Regions from separate parts of the Sus scrofa genome. Here regions 2, 3 and 4 are each linked to region 1. Evidence: chromatin contacts called from public HiChIP or PLAC-seq data. All regions are on one chromosome and are shown on one strand. The core of a region is the stretch at or near the end of the contact, and the rest is flanking DNA. Distances in the headings are between cores, read along the strand shown.

Evidence for each region. HiChIP or PLAC-seq counts read pairs in DNA pulled down with a chosen protein or histone mark.
Region 2: a contact with region 1 is called in an H3K27ac HiChIP or PLAC-seq map of alveolar macrophages. The contact joins two enhancer-like sites. A contact is called at or near these places in 3 of 5 promoter capture datasets (fetal liver, liver and skeletal muscle), 5 of 47 Hi-C or Micro-C datasets (heart right ventricle, omental adipose tissue, psoas muscle and 2 more) and 1 of 2 datasets of contacts at active chromatin or transcription factors (alveolar macrophages).
Region 3: an H3K27ac HiChIP or PLAC-seq map of alveolar macrophages shows a contact between it and region 1. The contact joins two enhancer-like sites. A contact is called at or near these places in 6 of 47 Hi-C or Micro-C datasets (fetal liver, liver, mesenteric adipose tissue and 3 more) and 1 of 2 datasets of contacts at active chromatin or transcription factors (alveolar macrophages).
Region 4: an H3K27ac HiChIP or PLAC-seq map of alveolar macrophages shows a contact between it and region 1. The contact joins two enhancer-like sites. A contact is called at or near these places in 1 of 5 promoter capture datasets (fetal liver) and 1 of 2 datasets of contacts at active chromatin or transcription factors (alveolar macrophages).

The regions. Positions count from the first base shown.
Region 1 is chr8:29,312,704-29,315,779 of Sscrofa11.1, forward strand. It overlaps PGM2 (phosphoglucomutase-2), which reads left to right. Exons shown (of 14, transcript XM_003128910.4): 2 at 74-241. Among named protein-coding and RNA genes, the nearest start is that of PGM2, 6.6 kb to the left of the region's middle. Within about 2 kb of position 1,463, at least 3 of the 83 cell types and tissues checked have an H3K27ac peak or open chromatin away from gene starts, as enhancers often do. A contact at or near this core is called in alveolar macrophages, where this site is marked.
Region 2 is chr8:29,504,389-29,507,464 of Sscrofa11.1, forward strand. It overlaps TBC1D1 (TBC1 domain family member 1), which reads left to right. Exons shown (of 22, transcript XM_021101100.1): 9 at 1,897-2,025. Among named protein-coding and RNA genes, the nearest start is that of MIR9840, 43 kb to the right of the region's middle. Within about 2 kb of position 1,598, at least 2 of the 83 cell types and tissues checked have an H3K27ac peak or open chromatin away from gene starts, as enhancers often do. A contact at or near this core is called in alveolar macrophages, where this site is marked.
Region 3 is chr8:29,141,482-29,144,557 of Sscrofa11.1, forward strand. RELL1 (RELT-like protein 1) reads right to left here. Exons shown (of 7, transcript XM_013978589.2): 5 at 1-211. Among named protein-coding and RNA genes, the nearest start is that of RELL1, 48 kb to the right of the region's middle. Within about 2 kb of position 1,405, at least 6 of the 83 cell types and tissues checked have an H3K27ac peak or open chromatin away from gene starts, as enhancers often do. A contact at or near this core is called in alveolar macrophages, where this site is marked.
Region 4 is chr8:29,486,148-29,489,223 of Sscrofa11.1, forward strand. TBC1D1 (TBC1 domain family member 1) reads left to right here. Exons shown (of 22, transcript XM_021101100.1): 5 at 1,967-2,071. Among named protein-coding and RNA genes, the nearest start is that of MIR9840, 61 kb to the right of the region's middle. Within about 2 kb of position 1,449, at least 1 of the 83 cell types and tissues checked has an H3K27ac peak or open chromatin away from gene starts, as enhancers often do. A contact at or near this core is called in alveolar macrophages, where this site is marked.

The sequences.
Region 1 (3,076 bases), core at 213-2,712:
CTTTTTGTTTTTATTTCAGATTTCTCATGTTACTCACTTGGCTATATCTGGTGTATACATTACTGTTTTGTAGAATCCTTTAACTTGGGAGTCAGTGAAACGACTACTTGAAGAAGATAATAAAGAAGAACTGCAGAAATGTTTTGGGGCTCGAATGGAGTTCGGGACAGCTGGTCTCCGAGCTATGATGGGAGCAGGAATCTCTCGTATGAATGACTTGACCATCATCCAGACTACACAGGTACCCCATCTTTTCTTTCTTGTTATTCTTAACATAGCCCCATTGCTGAAAGACCAACTGAGACATATTAAAGATTTCAAGATTTCATTTGAGCAAAAATGTGTTTGAATCAGGCAGTTTCAAACTGGAGGTGGCTAGGATCTCTTGGGGAGAAAAATTTTGACCTCTACCCTTCTGGATGCTTTGGCTGGTCTGTTGAATAAATGAGCATAAGACAGATTAACAAGAGAAAACAAATTTAGTTATACATACTCAGGAGCCCCATAAAGACAGTGAGACCCAAGGGCAAGTTCAGCAGTTGAGGTTTCAGGCAGTATAAGAACTTTTCGAATATATGAATTTTTTTTCAAATATATGTTTTTATATCTGTGTTTTTCACAGGAGAATAGAAGAGCAGATGTTTGGTAATTAGATGTTTGCCTGCCATATAGATAAGTCTTTCAGATTAAAAGCTATCTCTGGTAATAGCTTTCTTCCTGGGTTGGGCTCCATATCTGAATTCTTCTAGGTAGTTAAGGAAGAGGTAAGAGTTTTTCTTCAATCTGCTCAGAGTTGATTGCCTTCAGTTCACAATGATGCATCTGGCAGAGAGGCATATTTGGGCTCCCCCTCAGCGCACTCCACTGACAGGGGCTACTGGAAAGACTTGTGTAGAGGAGAGGCAGAAACAAAGCAAGGAGAGTAGATTGGCTATAGCTCTTTGGGAAAGCCTAGTTGGCTCTTTGTGATTGGCTCTCCTTAGGTTGTGATTTCTTAGCCTTGAGGCTTTTCCAGGTTTAGGTTTTGGCTTGCTTGGTAGGCTCCTAAGGCAGTAAAGCCACCGCAGTCCTATGGCCAACTTTTTAAAATAATTTAAGCCCAGGCTCCTTTTGTATTTAATAGCCCTAATTTGCTGTATTATTATTAGTAGTAGTAGTATTTTTTTTTCGGGCCACTCCCATGGCATATGGAGATTTCCAGGCTAGGGGTCTAATTGGAGCTACAGCTGCTGGCCTAAACCAAACACCATCTGAGCCGCATCTGCCGCCTACACCACAGCTCACGGCAACGCTGAATCCTTAACCCACTGAGCGAGGCCAGGGATTGAACCTGCAACCTCATGGTCCCTAGTCAGATTTGTTTCCCCTGCGCCATGACGGGAACTCCAGATCTAACCTGCTTTAGTGATGAATGAGTCTTTTGGGTTTGCCCGGGCACAGGGAATTACACATTTAGGTCATAAAGTTAGGCTTGCGCAGTCAGCTGAAGCAGTACTATTTCACAACTCCTGCAACAATTCTTTCAACCATTCATTTATTCATTCGACAGATTTATTGGGTGCCAGGAATTGGAAATATAATAATGCCTAAAACAAACAGACATAAGGCTTTCATTCTAGTGCCATTCCACCAACTAAGCTGACTGATTTTTATGTTCTAATTTTTGTTATAATTGTACCCATGCAAGCATTGAAAAGCTTTTCCAGGGGCCATAATAACCAAGAGTTATTCGTTCCATTTAGTTTTAATTTATAGTATGGGAATTATTGCTAAGTGCCCTTGCCTTCATTTGTGAATCAGTCTATCAGAGTCTAGACCGAACTTTTAGGAATAAAGGTGAAGCCTTTGACAAAACAGCTGCCACTGCGTGTGGAGAGTTCTGTTTGTGAGGGAAATAAAGTGGAACAGATTGTTCTGTGTCTTCAACTACTTAGACTTGTTAAAAATGAAGGTCCCTTTAATTCTGGGAAAGAAAAGCCTGGGAAAATTGACTCCTGGTGATCACATGTACCTTACACACACCTCCCAGCATAAAGCCGGGTTGGTCCTGTTGTCCCAAAACCCTATGGAAGTCTGGCATGAGGGTACAGAGTTGGATCACATTAGGGAAGCCTGTGGGATGGGATATATTGATGCGACTATCTTTGGGGAAAATCCAATTGGTCACACCTCCTGTTTGGCCTCATCGTTAGGGGATTCTGAGGGATTCTGGATGAGCCTAGAGCCTTTACTCCTGTATTCATCTACGTCTAATTTCTAGGAATGATGAAATCTATGCCTAGAAAGGTCTTTGGACCTATCTTACACATCCTCCTCACTACAGGAACTGGCCTCTTCAGGCAGTCGACCCTGTGATAGCTAAGAATCCTACAACGCTAAGACGAGTTCCTTTAAGGGTCATCTGATTCACCCTGCCACCCCAAGTGGGAGTCATTTCCTCTGTAATCCACCCGAAAGTGATTGTCCAGCCTGCCCTGGAACATTTACACAATAGGAGACAAAGATGTTTAGAGTCAAGACAGTTTTAAGAGAGCAGCGGACACAATAGGAGACAAAGATGTTTAGAGTCAAGACAGTTTTAAGAGAGCAGCAGACACATTTTTTAAATCTTAGGAGTGGTTTCAGAATTGGAGGAAAAGGATTTCCAGGAAAAACCACCCCAGCTTCCACCCTCAGCCTTTGGTAGTGTGACCTTGCAGAACGTGCCGGCTTTCACGATGGCCCAGGCACCCCTGCCTGCTGGTCTCTAGTGTGGACCCCCATCCTCTTGGCCCCCCCCAGATCTATCCAGTTGTACTTAAGAAGCAGATCTATGTGAGTCAACGTCCTAGTGGGAAATAGGATATAGACTAGAGGGAAATTTTTTTATTGTTTGCCTCCTTGGTAGAGGTTATAATTAATTTCTTCTTAGGTTTCTTACTGAGCCTGATACATCAGTGGTGGAGAGTTCATTGTCTTCTGAAATAGCCATTTTATCTTGAGATCATTCTCACTGAAAATGGTTTCTTTTGGTAGCTTTTACATATTGGTCATAGTTTGACCGTTTGAAGCTATATAAGGTTTCTTTTTTGTGTTT
Region 2 (3,076 bases), core at 348-2,847, 190 kb after region 1:
CATTTTTTCCCCCACCCTTTGTTCTGTTGCAACATGAGTATCTAGACAAAGTTCTCAATGCTACTCAGCAGGATCTCCTTGTAAATCTATTCTAAGTTGTGTCTGATAAGCCCAAGCTCCCGATCCCTCCCACTCCCATCAGGCAGCCACAAATCTTTTCTCCAAGTCCATGATTTTCTTTTCTGAGGAGATGTTCATTTGTGCTGGATATTAGATTCCAGTTATAAGTGATATCATATGGTATTTGCCTTTGTCTTTCTGGCTCATTTCACTCAGGATGAGATTCTCTAGTTCCATCCATGTTGCTGCAAATGGCATTATGTCACCCTTTTTATGGCTGAGTAGTATTCCATTGTGTATATATACCACATCTTCTGAATCCAATCATCTGTCGATGGACATTTGGGTTGTTTCCATGTCCTGGCTATTGTGAATAGTGCTGCAGTGAACACGCGGGTGCATGTGTCTCTTTTAAGTAGAGTTTTGTCCGGATAGATGCCCAAGTGGAGGAAACCATTTTTAACATTTTGTTATGTTTGCTTTCCTGTGTGTGTATCCTTATTTTGATGCCTTTCAAGGTAAGTTTCTGTACTAGCATTCTTCTTTTTTTTTTTTGCATTTTCTAGGGCTGCACCCACGGCCTATGGAGGTTCCCAGGCTAGGGGTCTGATCGGAGCTGTAGCTGCTGGCCTTCGCCAGAGCCACAGCGATGCAGGATCCGAGCCGCGTCTGCAACCTACACCACAGCTCTCGGCAACGCCGGATCCTTAACCCACTGAGCAAGGCCAGGGATCAAACCTGCAACCTCATGGTTCCTAGTCGGATTTGTTAACCACTGAGCCACGACGAGAACTCCATGTACTAGTCTTCTTGATCCCTGAACCCTTTAGTATGTGTATCAATACCTAGAATTTAGTATTTGTTTACAATTTTTTGGAGATAAGATTTACACATAGTAAGCTGCACAGATCTCGAGCGTACCATTTGTTGAGTTTGGAGGATTTTGTACATTCAGGTAGCCCACATCCCTGTCAAGATACAGGACATCTCCATCATGCCCGCAGGTACCCCCACAGCAGTCCTCACTCCCTCCCTCCCCCAGGCAACCACTGTTTTTTTTTTTTTTTCCCACCATAGATTCGTTTTGCCTGTTTGGGAACTTTTTATAAGTAGAATCATACAGTATCTTCTCTTTTGGTTCAGGCTTCTTTCACTTAGCAGAATGTTTTTGATATTCATCCTTGTTGTTGCATAAATCATTAATATGTTCCTTTTCATTCCATTGTGTCACAAGTATGGTTGATTTCTCCATTCCCCTTGTGACGGACACCTATGCTATTTCCAGGTGCTGGTTATTGTGAAAAGGCTGCCGGTGGATGGGTTGTGACACCCCTGGATGGTGGGTTCTGAACTGGGAACCCAGAGTGTGTTGTTCCTTTCCTTTGAAAAGCTAATGGTAGTTGCCTTTGTACCACAAGCTGTGCCTGATGCTTTTAGATGCTTTACCTGCTATGCTCACCCCACAGCACTGTTCTTACATCTTGAGGTCGGTCTCAGTTCACAGGAGAGGAAGTTGTGGCTCAGAGAAAGCAGCTTGCACAAGGCCGCGGCTAGTGAGTGACTGTCTCTGATCCAGCCACAGAGCCCGAGCTCTAAACTGCTTTGTTAACGGATTGGTTTCTAAGCACATTTCTTCATTTCTTTTGGAGGAGACAGAGTCGGTCTTTGAGGCAAATGTATTTCTTAGACTTGCAGTCCTGTTGCCAAGGAGCAGCTGAGAAGAAGTCACAGAAAGAATATGACCTGGGGTCAAGAAGATGCATCCTAGAGGTTTTTCAGTCCTTTAAAAAGGAAGGAGGCCTATGTGACTTAACTTTCCATTGTTCCACTTTTTAGGCATCACAGATTGCAGCGGAGAATATTGGAAGCGAGTTACCACCCAGTGCCACTCGGTTTAGACTAGATATGCTGAAAAACAAAGCAAAGAGATCTTTAACGGAGTCTTTAGAAAGTATTTTGTCCCGGGTAAGTGGTATGATTCGTCCTAATTTAAGTTGACTCACGTTTTGAGAGAACATGAGATTCAGTTCTTTGCTTTTACTCCAACAGGGTTCATTGTAAAGTATAGGAGGGTAAAACCTTTTTAATGTCTTCTTAGTCTTAGAAAATTGTTCCCTTTAAAGTTCAGTTTTTACCTTGGTCTGGGTTTTTAAAAATCATTATTGGAGTTCCCTGGTGGCTTCGAGACTAAAGGAGCTGGCGTTATTACTGCTGTAGCTCGGGTTGCTGCTCTGGCACAGGTTTGATCCCTGGCCTGGGAACCTCTGCATGCCAAGGGCATGGCCAAAAAAATAATCACTCTTTTGTGTTGTATTATATCCCATGGAGTTTCCCAAAAGAATGTTGTTTGTGGGGCAGCCCCTATAAAGAGCATGGATCAGATACATCAAAGTGTGGGTTCCATTCTCCCTGGTGTCACTAGGTACAGCTTAAAAATTGTTGTTCTCAGCTTCTGTTGCTGGTGTCTCAAATTGCCTGTAGCAGGATCTGCAAACTGTGGCTCTTGGGCCAGATACCAGTCACTTTTTGTTTTTGTAAATAAAGTTTTGTTAGAACACAGTCACATCAGTTCATTCGCCTTTTGTCTAAGGCTGCTTTTCTACAGAGTCAAGTAGTTGGCCCACAGAGCGTAAGAGGTTTATTATCTGGCCCTTTACAGAAGAAGTTTGTGGCCTGCAGCTCTACAGGAAAAATAAAATGTGCATCTGTACCAATCTGGAAGTTCTTAAAGAAATTCCTATCACCCCCTACTTACCTACTCCCCCCTCCCATGAGTGTAAACACCCCTGACGATGGCACTTCTAAGAAGTAGATGTTTGATTTTCTCTCAAAGTTCCACACCTTTCAAGAGTTTACAATATCTTCTTTTATTTCTTTTTTATTTCATGAACTACTTCATTTGAAACAAGCTTTATTTTTTTGGTGAAAGTTAAATTTTATTTTGTGTGAAGATGTTTCTGAGAGTCTTACAGCATCCTTACAGATAATTAAAGACAGTTCATTTACAGAACTGGCG
Region 3 (3,076 bases), core at 155-2,654, 170 kb before region 1:
CCCTTGGCGCCTCGGGCGGCCCTCTTTGGACTTGTTGGCAGGTCTGATGAAGTGCCACCGCTTATGCCTACATCGATGACACACGTCCCGCTCGACAGCACCGCCCACTGTGTGCAGATGGTGGCCGCAGATGTGCTTTCCTGGGGTGCCTCCCGGTGACAAGGGCCCGGGGCTCACGGGCGGGCTCCCAGGAGTGCTGGGGGTCACAGGGCTACAGGGGGAAGAAAAAGGAAAAGGTGGATCTGGTTACTTAAAAGAAATACCAGCGAAGGCAAATCTCTCCCACGGAATGTAAGAAGCAGGTTCAAAGCAAAAGGAAAAAATGTCTCTTCCAATTACACAAATGGGCGTTGTGAACTGATCTCAGACAGCAGGCATTCAGCTTTTACGACTGTACAATGACAGCTCGTTTTAAACAGTAATAATGTGATTTATCACTTCTAGGATGGAATTAAAGGGCCAGAAATAAACCCCTGCTTCTAATGATGGTGTACTGTTTGTCTTAAAGTATTAGGTTTCTTTCCAAATGGCCAACCTCCCTTCTCATCCAATCTAATTTCAGGCAAACTAATTTCTCACACATACCCAAGCGCCTGCCCAGATCTCTAAGCAAATAGACACCTTGGACATACATGCCTTGGAGGAGAGAAAAACTTAAATTCCAGTCAAATTATCGAGTGGCTTTTGATCCAATCTGACGATTGTATCAAAGGAAGAAAGCTTTTAGGTCAAAATACTCAAAAGAGAGATGTTCAAAAGAGGTTGATAATAGGAATAATAAAAATAGCTAACAGCACTCTAAGCATTTGATATATGTTAATTCGGTTCATTTTTACAAAACTTTCTGAGGTAGATATTATTAATTTCCTTATTTATTTATTTGTTTATATTTTTCTGTCTCTTTAGGGCTGTACCTGCAGCATGCAGAGGTTCCCAGGCTAGGGGTTGAATCGGAGCTGTAGCCACTGGCCTTCACAGCTACAGCAAGGTGGGATCTGAGCCATGTCTGCGACCTACACCACAGCTCATAGCAATGCCAGATCCTTTAACCCACTGAGCAAGGCCAGGGATTGAACCTGTATCCTCATGGATGCCACCAAGCCATGACAGGAACTCCAATTTCCTCTTTTTAAAAAAGAAGACACTGAGCCTCAGAGCAGTTAAGTAACTTGCCCAAGGTCACACAGCCAATAAGTCATGGTTGAGATCCAAATCTGGAAAGATGACATCTAGAAACCATGATCTTAATCATCACGCTGCAGTGCTTCAGAAACAGGGGAGACCCCTTTGATAACCTGGAAGAAACCCAGCCAGACCATCCAAAATGTAAAAAGCAGAAGTATATATAGGTCAGATGCTAACTGCTTTCATCAAGCTGTGTCAAGGCTCTGGTCTACCAGGAAAGGAGGAATCAAGACAGCACAGGGCTGGCCTGACCAGGAATCAGCCCTCTGACCATGGAGGAGCGGGTGGGTGGGGCAGCTGGTCACAGCACAGCCTGACTCTTGAGACTGGGCCAAAAGCCCCAAAGGCGCATGGAAGTCTCATGACAGCATAAACCAGCCTTTATACTGCTGATAACCGGCCACCTCAAAAGCAGCACGCCTTATGGAAACGATAGTCTCAAACATTACAGCCCAGAGTTTCCTGGTGTTCTTTAGGAATGCTCTTTAGATTGTTTAAAACGCAAAATTGCAGGGAGTTCCTGTTGTGGCTCAGCAGATTAAGAACCCAACATAGTGTCTAAAATGATGCAGGTTCAATCACTGGCTTCACTCAGTGGATTAAGGATCAGGTGTTGCTGCAAGCTGTGGTGTTGCGAATGTGGCTCGGATCTAGCGTTGCTGTGGCTGTGGCAGAGGCCAGCAGCTGCAGCTCCAATTAGACCCCTAGCCTGGGAACCTCCATAGGCTCAGGTTGGCCCTAAAAAGAAAAAAAGAAAGAAACCCCCCAAAAAACCCACAAAAAACAAACAAACAAAACACAGTTGCAGCTTTCTGGGGTAAAACAAGGTCCACACCACATATCAGGAGTCTAAATTTGAAAATTTAACAACATTCAGAGTTCCCTGGTGCCTCAGCAGGTTGAGGATATGGCATTGTCACCGCTGTGGCTAGGGTTTGATCCCTGGCCTGGGAACTTCCTTTTGCTGAGGGTGTAGCCAAAAAAGAAAAAAGTTTAACCACCTCCATTCAACGAACGTTTATCTGGGACCTGCTGTGCACAAAACCCAGTGGCAGGGACCACAGGATGCCCTAAGATGCCTGAGGCAAAGATACACCGAGGTGACACGGTCCTACCCCAAGGTGTCTATGGGCAGGACTGGAAAATAGGAGAAGTCACAGCTCCTGTGTCTCTATGAACTACACAAGCAGAGCTCCCTACACTGGTCTTCCAGCCCTGAGTCACCTTGCTAAAATCCAACATGGCCAGTTTCACAAACATGTATGAAATACCTAAGATGTGCTGGCTGTACCACCCACAGAGTAAGCAGACAAAGGTCCAAACTCCTTGCCGTGTCACTCAGTCCCAACTGGCCTTGCTGGACCTTCTAGCGTCTGTCCATAGCACGTCCTCCGGCCACCACAGACTGAACGTTCCTGGGTCACCCCCCACTTTCACGCTCCAGGGTCTTTTGCTCTGGCCTTTCTCTGCAGCCCCCACCTCCTGTCTCCACTTCCACTAGACGGAGTCCTCCATGGTCAGGCCCTGTGAAGGCGCACCTCCAGCATCATGCCCAGCACACAGCAGGTACTCAATAAATGCCCCTTGAAGCATGAACAATTATACAGAAAACAGTTACCTGTAATTATGAGGATGCTCAATAACCATAACCTAAAGCTGGGAATCCCACACCAGAACTCAGCCAGTGCCCCCACCCTAGGCTGGTTTTATGTTTCATCATCATTGTCCATGGAGGTCTTTTGATGCCCCCGCTATTTGGAATTCCTTAGAATAACCCAGTGAAGTTGGTCTGGTGGTAATCTCCAGTTTATAGATGATGGAACTTGAACTCAGAAGGGTCAGTTAACTTGCCCAAGAAGAGGTGACCCATAAGCAGTGGAAGTAAGACTCA
Region 4 (3,076 bases), core at 199-2,698, 170 kb after region 1:
CATTTTTAAATAGATACTTGTTTCTACTTTACAAAAATTCATAATTTTTCTTTTTTCTTTTTTTTTTTTTGTCTTTTTGCTATTTCTTGGGCCGCTCCCGTGGCATATGGAGATTCCCAGGCTAGGGGTCTAATCGGAGCTGTAGCCGCCGGCCTACGCCAGAGCCACAGCAATGCGGGATCCGAGCCGCGTCTGCAACCTGCACCACAGCTCACGGCAACGCCGGATCGTCAACCCACTGAGCGAGGGCAGGGACCTAACCCGCAACCTCATGGTTCCTAGTCGGATTCGTTAACCACTGCGCCACGATGGGAACTCCCATAATTTTTCAAATACCAATGATCATTATTTCTTCTTCCTTAAAACATGATAAATAGTGACTACCTTTCAGGATGTTTTCCTCAGAATACAGTGTCTACTTGAGTTCATTCTTGCTCATCTGGGTGTGTTTCATAGAGAAATGTGGAGAATCTGTCAGTTATAAAGAGCTATGCCAATTTCACTCAGGATCTTCCTAGCAAATCTGAATTATTGTTTGATTACTTTTTAAAAGTCTGACTTGTTTCCTCATTTCCATTTTCTCAACATTAATAAGGTAGGATGGAAGTCTCATTGTTTGTTGAATTATAGCATGATCTACAGAAGGATTCAGCAGGGAATTTTCCTCCCCAAAAGGTGAAAATGATGTTCCTGAATAAGATCAAATAAGGAACCATTTACAAAGGAAAAGTTTTTTCCAAATCCTGCTTTCCTGGGGAGTATCCTCTAGCATATGCTTAGCTTGCTCTTGGGAAATGTTGACGGAGTTGCTGGGATATGTCAGGGATTGCCCGTTTATTGGGAAATAATTGTCCTGAAACTGAGCTTCTCCACAGCTTTTTATCTTGATTTGCTGCTATTTCTATTGAAATGTTAATATTAAATATTTTTCCTTTTTCATGTGATTGTTTTAAAGGGTGCATTTTACCTGATCACCTGACCTTCAGGCTCTCAGCACTCATATCTCTGTGTGCTGGTGTTTTCAGGAGACACTGCACATTAATATTTATGGGTGATGCCATATCTGTATTGCTGTTGTGCCTCTCAGCTGATACTTTCAAAACAAGTATGCATGTTGACATTTATTAAAAAGAGCTCTTAGGAAACTATGGTAGAGCTTGAGCCTTAATAGCTTATGTTTAAAAGCTTCTCTGTTCTTTATTGTGTAGAATTTTTAACTCATTGTTTCCACTAGTTTACTTCAATATTTATCTTTCTGTTATTTTAAGAGTACAGATGTCTTAAAACTTTTAACTTTTATGTCTATATGTGTTTGTGTGTTTGTGCATGTGTGCTCATGTGTGTGTATAGTTGTGTTTCTTCATTAGTCTCTTGTCTTATTCCTTAAGACCCAAGAGAAGTTGTAATTTTTCTGTGTCAGCTTTTCTCCACTTCCTTTTATTACTAAAATGAGCATTAAAAACTTCAGTTTTGGGAGTTCCCGTTATGGTTCAGCATGTTATGAAACTGACTAGTATCTGTGAAGATGGCGAGTCTGATCCCTGGTCTCGATCAGTGAGTGGGTTAAGGATCCAGCATTGCGGTGAACTGTGGTGTAGGTTGCAGATGTGGCTCGGATCCCGTGTTGCTGTGGCTGTAGTGTAGGCCTGCAGCTGTAGCTCTGATTTGATCCCGAGCCTGGGCCCCTCCATGTGCTGTGGGTGCGGCCCTAAAGAGACCAAAGAAAAAGAAAAGAAAACTCCAGTTTTCAGTTCCTACTTCTCTTATTGTGGGGATAATCAGAGTAACATTTTAGTAGAACTTCATATTTGAGAGACGTTTTTAGGTATTTAAAATATCTGAGAAAATAATACTCTTATAGTGTCTTTTAAAATTGTGCAGTATAAACCTTAGGTTGTATTTCTGGCAGTGGTGCCTCTTCTGGGTACAACTCACTGTCCCTTCCTCTCCTCCCTGCCTTCAACAGGGTATTAGACACGTGGACCACTTTGGGTTCATCTGCCGAGAGTCCTCGGGAGCTGGAGGCTTTCATTTCGTCTGCTATGTGTTTCAGTGCACGAATGAAGCTCTGGTGAGTGAGAAAGAGCAGTTCTTACCTTGAAGTCTCCTTTGCAGGGGATTTCAACCTCCCTGATTTCTTTCTGAAGCAAAACTGTACGGCCTCATTGACCTTATTTGGCTTTAATTATTCATTCATGACTGTTTTCTCACTAGCTGGTATACACCTGAGCTTGAATATGCATTTTCAATTTTCATTGTTCTTAAAGGCCTGCTCACTTTCACCCTCTGCATTAGAGTTTTCATTTATTAATTTGTTGGTTTATTATTTTGGGGCTGTTCCTATGGCATGTGGAAGTTCCTGGGCCAGGGATCAAACTCATGCTGCCGCAGTGATAATGCCAGATCCCCAGCTCGCTGAGCCACCAGGGAACTCTTGCTTTGGCTTTATAAAAATGTCGTTTTGAACTTTTGATCAGAAGAGTTGGTTTTCGCTCAGTATTTAATTTACATCTAGTTTTTACTTTATCTCCTTGAAGAGCTTTGAGCTTTTGTAGTGTTTCTCAGACTGTATGTAATCTTAGCAGTTATTATGGTTATTATTCATTTACCTGTGACTAGTAGTCCTGAAGAATCTTAAAGTACTGAGTCTTTCCACAGCATCCTGAAATCTCTGCCCAGCTCATTTTAATTATTATTTTTCTTTTTTTTAAGGCTGCACCCACGGCATATGGGGTTCCCAGGCTTGGGGTCCAATCAGAGCTGTAACTGCTGGTGTGTGCCAGAGCCACGGTAACTTGGGATCCGAGCTGTGTCTGTGGTCTACACCACAGCTCATGGCAACAACAGATCCTTAACCCACTGAGTGAGGCCAGGGATTGAACCCATGCCCTCGTGGATCCTAGTCGGGTTCGTTAACCCGCTGAGCCACAACAGGAACTCCCATCTGCCCAGCTCATTTATTATTTATTTATTTATTTTTGCTTTTTAGGGCCTCATCTGAAGCATTTGGAGGTTCCCAGGCTAGGGGTCCAATGAGAGCTGTGACTGTTGGCCTGTGCCACCAGCCACAGCCACA